2 separate regions of the Ovis canadensis genome follow, and region 1 is linked to region 2. A link is a contact called in public Hi-C data. All regions are on one chromosome and are shown on one strand. The core of a region is the stretch at or near the end of the contact, and the rest is flanking DNA. Distances in the headings are between cores, read along the strand shown.

Evidence for each region. A called contact is a pair of places that touch in the nucleus more often than the background predicts.
Region 1: a contact with region 2 is called in a Hi-C map of fibroblasts, with 5 times the contacts expected there. The contact joins the promoter of HEMK1 here to the promoter of MANF in region 2. A contact is called at or near these places in 2 of 2 Hi-C or Micro-C datasets (fibroblasts and lung).

The regions. Positions count from the first base shown.
Region 1 is chr19:64,440,736-64,446,244 of ARS-UI_OviCan_v2, reverse strand. HEMK1 (HemK methyltransferase family member 1) reads left to right here and starts at 3,750. Exons shown (of 15, transcript XR_011250945.1): 1 at 3,750-4,178. C19H3orf18 (chromosome 19 C3orf18 homolog) reads right to left here and starts at 4,482. Exons shown (of 5, transcript XM_069562055.1): 1 at 3,954-4,482; 2 at 369-730. The coding sequence starts at 602.
Region 2 is chr19:64,041,579-64,046,492 of ARS-UI_OviCan_v2, reverse strand. It overlaps MANF (mesencephalic astrocyte derived neurotrophic factor), which reads left to right and starts at 1,490. Exons shown (of 4, transcript XM_069561111.1): 1 at 1,490-2,528; 2 at 3,282-3,409; 3 at 4,205-4,346. The coding sequence starts at 2,444. It overlaps DOCK3 (dedicator of cytokinesis 3), which reads left to right. Exons shown (of 54, transcript XM_069561103.1): 54 at 1-1,343. LOC138424353 (a long non-coding RNA gene) reads right to left here and starts at 2,135. Exons shown (of 4, transcript XR_011250764.1): 1 at 1,970-2,135; 2 at 1,771-1,875; 3 at 1,351-1,549.

The DNA of each region.
Region 1 (5,509 bases), core at 2,501-5,000, 400 kb before region 2:
TCTGGTCTCTACTCCTGTAAGGCCCCCATGCTCACTTGCCTCGCTGTCCTGCTCACTGCTCACAGAGCCTGCTGTCTGCTTCCACACTTCTGCCCATCAAGACCCTCCATCTGAAACATCTGAAACATCCTCCACCCCAACTCCTACATGGCCTTCACGACCCAGCTTTTTTTTTCTTTTTCTTCTGATTGGAGGCAGCCCCTCTGGTCTCTGGGCCCCCATATAAACAAATCCTTGGGAAAGGGAAGGATTGTACTATCACTAACAGACCATTGTGTTCTGACTAGATTCTCTAAAATCTAACTGCTGATCACGCTTCTGCCAAGTGACAGCCATGTGGGCCAACCCCAGTCTGCCCCAGCTCTCACCATGGCCACAGTCAGGCCGATGACGGTGATGATCCCGAAGGACAGAAGCATTGTGCCCACGCCGGCGGTGCCACCAGCCACGTCAGGGATTCTGGTGTCATTAAAGCTGGTGGCTTCTGGGCTGAGGGTGGTGGTCTCGGAAGCTGGCCCGTCTGAGGCAGGCTCCAGGTCAGACTCAGAGGTGGGTGGGCGGCTGCTGATCCAGCCCCGAGCAGATGGGATCCTGGAGTCCATGCTGATGCTGAGAGACTGCTTGTGGTCAGCCAACCTGCCCACTCACTTTTGACACCGAGGGTGTCCCAACCTGTGGCCCCCACTACCCATACAGGGGGCCACGTCCTTGAAAGGGAGCTCCGTGGGTGCTGGAAAGAAAAAAAAAAAAACAAAACAGGGGGCTGAGGACGGGACTCTGTGGTGAGACAAAGTTCCCCTAAGTTCTGAAGGCACAGGGGAAATCAAAGTTTGAGGGCAAGGGAAAGTTCAGGGACCATCGGGATATGTCTTCATATTATAGATCCCACTTGCATTTAGGGACATGAAAATGAAGCCCTGCCCCCTCTTTGTGGGTAAGGTGATCACAGTGATCATACTTGGAAAATCTGAAAGGTAGTGGGGAGGCTTGAAAGAAAAAGTCCACTCTCCACCCCAGCCCCTACTCCCCACACTCTTCAACTTCATACGTCCCACCCCCTGCCATCCCTCACCTCCTGCTTGGAGAAAACAAACAAACAAACAAAAAAAAACTGCAGCTTTTTCCTTGCACAATGATCAGACAAGCCTGTCTGTGAATTCTGGTTCAAGCTACTTAACTGAATGACCCTAGGCAAGTCAACCACCTCTCGCTGTCTCAGTTTCCCTGAGTCTAAGCTGTAGGCATTAAGGGCACCTCCCTCACAGAAAGGGTGAGAGGGTCACTGACATATCAGAATGAAGTAGTCCCTAGAAATGACTTAGCTCAGACAACCCTTATCCACAGTAAGCACCCAGTAAGTGTAAGCTCTTCTCACTCTGGTCACTCCATTTGGGAAAGGGGGGCCACAGAAGCCCCTGCACCCACTTTGCTGTGTGTCGTCCAGCCCGTGCTTGGAAGGAGGGCAGGGACAGGTGTGGCAAGGCCAGAAGACAAGAAGGAGAGAAAGGAATAATTCAGGGCCTCTGATGGGCTTTCTCTGTAGGCTCTTGGGTCCCTGGACCCCTACAGGGGAGCCAGAGGCTGCCAGGGACCAGGAGACAGTCAAGGAGAGTGAATCTTCAGAGGTAAGAATGGAGCTCCCACTCTGAGATGACTTCTCCTACCCTTCCCTCTTCCCTTGGGAGCAGAGGGTGGGTGATATGCCCAGTCCAGGCTGTGACTTTGGCCTTCCCAGGCCAAAAGGCCCTGGATAAGACGGAGTGGGAAGAAGTCCCAGCCAAACTGCAGAAAGGCAGGCCTAGGGAGAGGAGGAATGCACAGATCATGGCTGCATACACACGCTGTGTGCCAGCTCATGGGTATATGTGGGATGCCTCCCATGTGGGTGCATGGGTGTGTGTGAGGTGGGCACACACACCCAGGATGGCCCCTTAGGAAGGGGCAAGGCTGGCACAGAAACACGGGATGGGAGAGGCTCATCGCCGCTCTCTGTCCTCTGCCTCTAGGTAGGCTGGGCTTGTCAGGAGTCCCAGGTTCTTTCTTGGTTCTGCCACTGACTCCGAGATGTGACCTTGGGCCAGACCCTTAACACTTGCTCTGGGGCTCTGTTTATTTTTCCTTCCAAAGGAGGGAAAGGGCCCTGCTCATCACTGTTCAGGACTGTCTCACGTTCCAAAGAGCAAGAGAAGGAATGGGGAGGAAAAGGGTTGGGCGCTACGACCTCCGAGAACCCACATACCGTTCTCCACCAGGTTCATCATTCCTCGCTACTCCAATCCCCATCCCCACCTTCGTCCCTCTGATTCCTCCATTCTTGCACAGAAGCGGCGACCTCAGCACTTACTTAATCCTCTCTGGGACGCCGAGCTCAGCCGGAGAGGTTAGGGGTGGTGGCGACCGGCAGGAGGCGGGGGCAAGGTTAGGGGGAAGACCCCCCCAGGTCCTAGGGTAGGGGGCGGCGAGTCCGACCCGAGGTCCGCCCTCCCTGGGTGGACCTCCTGGGCTGTGCCTGTGACGTCGCACCGCCCACAGCCGAGCGCTAGCTCTGCCAGCCTGGACAGGGACAGGCCGGGCCGGGACCCACCGCGGGGGTGGGGCTGAGGCCAGCAGCCTAGCGTCTCCGCGATGCTCCAGCTATTCTCCTCCCTGCCAGCCCCGCGCCCCCGGCCCCGGATTGGCTGTCAGGCCCAGAGCCGGCTCTGCATTGGTCCGCTGGCCTGCCGCTCAGATCTGGCTCTGCCCCCAGCGAGAGCGGGAGCCGGGTCGCAGTTCTTGCAGACCACTGCTCATTCTCCCTGGCCCATGTAGAATCGCGCGGGGGACTGTGGGCGGCCAGGCCTTTCTTAAGGACAGAACTCTGGCCACCGGCTAGCCCAGGCTTCACCTCCACCCGGACAGACTCGCGCTCCCCAAAGGCAGGTGGGCGCAGGTTTGGGGAGAGCACCAAACTAGGAGTCCTTGAGCCAGCGTTGAACTCTGGCTGGACGCTCTACTAGCTTGGTGAAATAGAGCAAGATGCTTCTCCTCCCTGGCTCTCAGCTTCTTGCTCAGATGGGCTCTGGTGTGAGCACTGTTGGCAAACGGTACCCACCTCTGGCTAGAAATGAGGCATCTTTCAGAGAAATAGGGAGATGGGATGGTATTATTATTGGAGAGGAATTACTGGGCACCTGGACCCAGGAAAACCTATATATACCCCTCCATCCAGAGTGCGATCATCTCTACAATGAGGAGCTTTCAGATACCTTCTAATTCTCAGGTTTTCATAGGAACTTATGGGGATCGCTTTTTAATAGCTTGTTACAGATACAGATCCCCGGGTCTGGGACGGAGCCTCGGAAACTGTATGTTTAACAGTAGTTTAGTCAACAGTGATCTAGTTAACAATAGACTCGAGGGCAGAGGGGAGTGGCATTGGCAGGCCACACTTGAGAGACCCTGCCATGAATTTTATAAGAGGAACTGAGGCACACAGAGAGGACCTGGACAAAGCCCCCCCGATGAGTAAGGATTCAAACCCTGGTCTACTAATACTTCCAATTTAGAGCTGCCTGCTCCAAACCCTAAAACGGGGTTAGAGGGTCAAGAGCGGCCCTGGGGTCCAGTCGCCACCTGGTCCTGGACACTGGTCCTGTCCAGGTCCTGAACACTGGATGCCACTCCTCAAGTTAGTGCCCGCCCCCAACACTGGGCTACACCCACGTGCCGCTCTACCCGTACAAGGTCTATGTTAGGCCACGCCCCTGCGCATAGCGCCCGATCCCTTGAACTCCTGGCCAGCTGATGACACGCCTCCGTTCGGGCGGCCTACACAACTCCGGAGTCGGTACCAGACACCGCAGGCTAAAGCCGTATTCCTGCTGTGACCTTCAGGAAGACTGGGGAGCAACCTTAACACAACGCCACCCTTTCCCACCGTGCGCCTGCGGAAATAGTGTGCAAAGCGTTCATACCCACCCCGCCGCCACTGGCCCGCAGGGGCGTCCGAGGTGCAACCCAGCGGCTCTAGGAACCCTGGAGCTGGTCGACGGAATCCACCCGAGCCCTTTCTCAGTTGAACCAACCCCGGAAGCAGAGCCTCTCGGGAGGGCGCTCACATCCGGGTTATGCACATCCGGGAGTCGAACCCGCGGCAGTTTCTTCAGGATGGCGGGAGAGTGGAGTAGCCTATTAGAAAGGTATGAGCAACACCCTCGAGACGTCGAGTTCTTCAGAGTGCTGGTAGCCTTCCTCAGAAAGTCTATGTCCCCGTTGTACAGATAGAGAAACAGGCTTGGTTAGAGGCAGTCTTTCCGTGAGAACTGGGAGGGAAGAAGCTGCGCCTGACTTCAGGCCTCCCCTGCTCCTTGGGCCGCACTCTGGTAGTCAGAGCTGCCTCAGGAGTCCGAAGGATTTGTGTCTTGCCTGGAACGGTTACTAGCTGGGTAGCTTTGGGCAGGTTGCTTCCCGTCCGCAGTCTTCTTTTCCTTGCTGCTTGTCTCTGAAGAGCGGCACCTAACAGTTGTTTAATAAAGGCTAGTTTGAAACCAGGTCTTTGTAAGAGGAAAGGAAGCCACTGATTTGAAATCTTCAGCTAAATGTGTTGGTGATATATAATATAATTTGCGATATATAATGTAATATAATATATATTTTAATATAAAGTTAACAAAAATTGTCATCTAAAAGTTATTTATTTGTGTCTTTATTTTTGTTTCCGCTGGGTCCTGGGTCTTCCTTGTTGTACTCAGGCTTTCTCTTGTTTCAGTGGAGGGGGGGAGCTTCTCATCGTGGTGGCTTCTTTTGTTGCCGAGCACAGGCTCTCGGGCGTGCGGGTTTCAGTAGTTGTGGTTCGTTGGCTTAGTTGGCCCATGGCATGAGAGATCTTCCCTGACCAGGGATTGAACCTGTGTCCCCTGCACTGGCTGGCGGATTCCAAACCACTGGACCACCAGGGAGGTCCAACAAATTGTCAGATTTTTAGTTGGCAGTTTATGCTGGTGTTTAGGACCATGGGTTAAATTGGATGGAGGGATGATTTTCAGCATACCAGTCAACGATGTGTATGTGTGCTAAATCTGTTTGTGTCCAACTCTTTGTGACCCTGTGGACTGTTATCTGCCAGGCTCCTCTGTTCATGGGATTCTCCAGGCAAGAATACTGGAGTGGGCTGCCCTGCGCTCCTCCAGGGGGTCTTCCCAACGCAGGGATCCAACCTGCGCCTCTTACATCTCCAACATTGGCAGGCAGGTTCTTTACCACTAGCTCCACCTGGGAAGCCCGCAAATCAGTGACAGTACATGCTAAATGTCGGAAGCAAAACTCCCAGGCAAAAGCAGTCTTCTCCCCTAGTAATACTAGTTAAGAGCATTGACTCCCTCTGTGTGTTGAGATGCCTCCCAGGCCCTTGACATTCATTGATTGAGGCACTGCTCACCAGGGAGTTTGTGTTACTTCTTTCCTCTCCTGTATGGAGGAGGAAACTAAAGCTCAGAAATAATGAGTTTCCCAAGGTCACATTCTCTGGGTC
Region 2 (4,914 bases), core at 241-2,740:
ACTTCCCCTCCTAGAAGCAGAAAGCCACACCCCTCCCAGTAGCCAAGTGCAGGATCCCAGCTCCAGGCCCATGGGACCACCACTCAGGGTTCAGGGTGAGCAGGAGGGCAGTTTCTCCAGCCTCCCCAGTCTGTTGGGCAGAAGGCAGTGGTGTCTTTATAGGAAACTTTCAGGTCAGGGCACTGATTTTCCTCTTGGCTTATTAGTTGGGGGAATAGGGTGGGGTGGCAATAGTATTTTACCAGGGTGCTTCTAAGTTACTTTTAAAAAGTCTACAAAACATTTATTTGCTTGAGTTCACAACTTGACAGTCACAAGGCTGCCTTCTCCTCGTTGAGCAGGTACGTTTTCCGTTAGTTCCTCTTCCACTGGCCCATCTGACTTCCCTGGTTAGGGTGTCTTTCACTTGTAAACAAATGCCAACTTGTTTAACAGGAATGCCAGCAAGTAACTTATGAGCTAAGATGGGGGGCCATGTTACCTTCAGGGCGTCTAGGAGTGTTCTATCACCAGTGTGGGTCCTTTTTGATACTTGAAGGGTGACTCCAAGCAGAGTGGGTCAGTCCAGGCAGGCCTGAACCATCTGTGTTCCCAAGTGTAACAGTGGGGGACTAGCTTTGGATTTCTTAGATAGTTCATATTTAGATTTTAGGGCACTCCTGAACCTCAACCCCTGGACAAGGCAGTCCTCCTGTAAGAACATCTTCCTTCTCCACCTGGTGGTGTGAGAGGGTAGAGAGGGGAGTGTAGGTTTGTTTGGTCTTGCCTTTACAGGGTGAGCCAGGTTTGTCTTTTCCCTCTCCATTTTCCCAAATTCAATGAAAAGGACATATTCCAAATTCCTTTCCTTGGAGAATCAGCCAGTCTGAAGGGAAGTGGGAGGCCAGAGATGAGAATTCTCTGAAAAGATTGTGAAATACTGATTTTCATTCTTTCAAGCTTATTTGTAAATACCTATTTGAATGCTGTGTATTTGTACAGGAATTTGAGCAAAAAATGTATAGAGTGTGCTGTCCAATTGGTATTCAGCCCTATAAATGTGTTTTTAACCTCTGGCATTCTGTGCTTATTTAAAATAAGAAAACTTCTAACCATTTCTTTTGTGTATTTATGTTTAAAATAAGAAGTGACTTAATGGTCTTACCTGTATCAGAAAGCAAAGTTAAAAGAAAAAAAAAATTTGTACTAGTGTCCCAAAAAAGTATTTTACTGTATATATTGTGGTAGCATGTTCTCAATCCAGCAAGTAATGTGAATTTTAGATGTAAATATCTGCCACTTGACTTCCCCCCTTTCCCCACTCCCTTGACTGCTGTTATGTGAATTAAAAGATGAATACCTGATACTGACCCACTGAATTCACTGAATGGGAGCAGCCGCCAAGTGCCCGCCTCCAACCCTTGTCGCTGGGCTCCAAGCCCTTTTAGCCCCATAAAAATCTCTTTTCCGTCCTGAGCACAGAGCCAACCTTTTCCACGTCCGGCCTTCAAGCACAGGGAGCCAAGACTTGCACCGGAAAGGAGGGCAGCCGAGGGCGCAGAGCGCTCAGCTAGAAAGCAAGAGAGAAAACCAGCCACCTCGGCCAGGCTCCCGAGGCTTGTGAGTAAAAGGGGGAAGAAGAGGTCTTCCTGGCGTGGGGGACAAACCTCTGAAGCCGCCAATCTCCCCAGTAAAGCGGGATGGTTCCGAACTCAAAGCCAGGCAACCAATCCTGGCCCGGGCGCCCCTCTGAGCTCTGGGAAGGCAGCCTGGAGGGGGAGCCCCTCTTACCCGACATCTGTCCGCCCCGACTGGGTCCTCCTGTCTACCTGTCGGGGCAATCTGGACTCTTCCTCACCGGTTCCCCAAAGGCTGGTTCCCCAGCCCACCTGGTCCCTTAAGAAAAAAGAAAGAAACCTCTTTGTAGCCTTGCCTGTGGCCGGCCGCCCTCCCTGCCTGTTGGGTTGCGGCTGACCACAGAGCCCCTGACCTGCACCACGAGTCGGGACCACAGCGGGGAAGTCCGTGGGGTTCTTCGGGAAGACCTGGGGCCCAGAACAGAGAGTACACAGAGCAACTGAGCAGGCGCGAGACAGCGGCCGAATTCCACTCCAGCCTGATGGAGCTCCTCCTCGGCCTCAGCCCCTGCCCCTACCAAAGATGGCGACAGAGCTGCTTCCGCCGCCTCTGCGGCCTCTTCCTGCGAGCAGCCCCGGTTCAATCAGCGGTCGACAACTGTCTAGGGCGGAGGGCGGGCGATCCCATCAGCCAATGAGGAAGGGTAGCGTGGAGCCGCTCTTCTGGGCTCCGAGGAGCGTGGACCAATGGGGGAACGGTGTGTGGGAGAGCGTGGGGGGCGCCAGCCAATAGGGAGCCACGGCGCGCGGCCGGGACCTGGGGGCTGCGCCGCACGGCGGGCGCGGTTCAGTCCGGCGAAGGCGGCAGAGGCGGCGGGTTGTGGAGGATGTGGGCCACCCACGGGCTGGCCGTGGCGCTGGCTCTGAGCGTGCTGCCGGCCAGCCGGGCGCTGCGACCGGGTGACTGCGAAGGTAAGGCGGAGTTGGTGGTCCGAGCGCTGTGGCCGGCCTGGCGGCGGTGCTGAACTCATCCAAACCACCGAAAGGCTGAGAGGCCGGGGCTAATGCGGGCGGGGGCGGCCGGCCCCAGTGGGGTCTGCCAGAGGAGGGACCAACGCCGGGTCCAGAAAACATTTTCTAGGCCTAAAAAACATTGGTCTGACGAGGAAGTTAGGACTAGATGGTACAGTTTGGCCTGAAACTGAGATAACGCCGGAATTTTGGTCCTTTACCATCACTGGGCAGAAGCTCCTGGGAGCGGTTCTGGCTAAGGTGGGGAATCCTTGAGGGCCGCCCGTGGGCACCGCGCCTGGTGTGATATGATAGGGTTGCAAAGATTCACGTTGGGGTTCGGTGTTGCGTTTGGAAATGAATAGCGTTTGCATCGTTTTTTTCTCTTCGGCCTCTAGTTTGTCCATTTATGAGGTCACAGTGAGCCTATCTCAAGGACACGTGTTCAATCTGAGTTTAAACTTTATGGAAATAGCAGGGAGGAGCTGTTTGTGGGTCATTAGGTGATGCTCGTTTCCCGCATCCCCTGGATGTACTCGGGGACCCAGCAGCCCGGAGCACGGTTCTGTCTACCTGTGGGCACCCGAGAAAATCCGGTGGTAGAAAAACTCACCTTTTCTCCGTGTCTCCTATTAAGATTGCTGCTGGAGTTCCCGCCTGGTGAATTGGCCTGCAACTTGGTGATGACTGGAGCATCTTCCTTGTCTTTTTCAGTTTGTATTTCTTATCTGGGAAGGTTTTACCAGGACCTCAAAGACAGAGATGTCACATTCTCTCCAGCCTCTATTGAAAAAGAACTTATAAAGTTCTGCCGTGAAGCAAGAGGCAAAGAGAATCGGTTGGTAAGTAGCTGTTTAGCCCTCTCCAGGCTGTTCCTGGCCAGCGTTTTAAGAATCCACTTCCCAGGCCTGGAGGTACAAGACCCCGCCCACTTGTCTATGGAGGAGGCCAGCTGTTGTGTCAGTGAACTAATGTGGGTCTGAAGTGCTTTCTGTATTCGGCTGTTGGGATGTTATCCTCTTAGTGTTGATTAAGCACCTACTGTGTGCTGGACACCGGAAATATCAGGGGAGAGCAGTGACAGGCAAATGATGGCAGTGGGATGCAAGTTGTGCAGAAAATGGACCAGGAGGGTATGGTAGAGAGGGTGGGCACTAACTTAGACAGTAGTCAAGAATTTTTCTGAGACAGGGTCATCATCATGGAGGGGTAAAGAACATTACAGGCAGAGGGAACAGCCAATGTGAGTGCCCAGAGGCCAGAGCAATCTTGGCACGAGTGAGGACCGATGATGATGATGGAATGGGCACAGGGGAGGTTAGGGCTGAATTAAGTACAAGAGCCCTCATGAAACAATAGTTTTGGTAGCCTCAGCTTCCCTGGCAGTCTCTGGTTTGTCTTTCTGTTTAAAGGTTTGAACCTTGGTGCCTTTTAAATTCATCTGGTGGCTGTCAGTTCTGGGACCAAGTGTGTACTAAGAGCCTGGGGTTTATGCTCAATCTGACTGCCAGTACAGGCAGGGCGTGGGAAAATGAGGTCCTGGCAGAGACAGAAGATGTTTTAAGATGTCAGTGTGCCTTGGAGGAGATAGCTCTCAAGGGGTGCCTCCTGAAGGCCATTGTCCTTTCTTGCCACAGTGCTACTACATTGGGGCCACAGAGGATGCAGCCACCAAGATCATCAACGAGGTGTCCAAGCCCCTGTCCCACCACATCCCTGTGGAGAAGATCTGTGAGAAGCTCAAGAAGAAAGACAGTCAGATCTGTGAACTAAAGTATGGTGAGTGTGGCATTATTTAACCAACACTGAACCCTCTCTGTGCTCAGGCATTAATGAAGTGTACTTTCTAGCTGGAGTAGGCAGGTGATAAACTTAGAGTCTTCATGCGTGAGTTATGTAGCAAGGTTGGTGGTGATAAATGGGCAAGGGCACAGACTCAACTTTGCATCCTGGTGGATGGAGGTCAGAATCCGCCTCAGTGAAAGTGCAAGTTGCTCAGTCGTGTCTGACGCTTTACCACCCCATGGACTGTACAGTCCATGGAACTCTCCAGGCCACCATCCTGGAGTGGGTAGCCTTTCCCTTCTCCAGGGGCTCTTCCCAACCCAGGGATCAAACCCAGGTCTCTCCCACATTGCTCCAGGAGATCTTCCCGACCCAGGAGTTGAACTGGGGTCTCCTGCGTTTCAGGTGGCTTCTTTACCAACTGAGCTATCAGGGAAGCCCAGGAGGTGACATTTCAACAGACTTTGAAAAGGAAGTGGGGGATTAGCCACTGGCACAGCTAAGGGAAGAGCATTTCAGGCAGAGGACACAGGCAGATGCAAAGGCAGGCAGTGCCATGCCC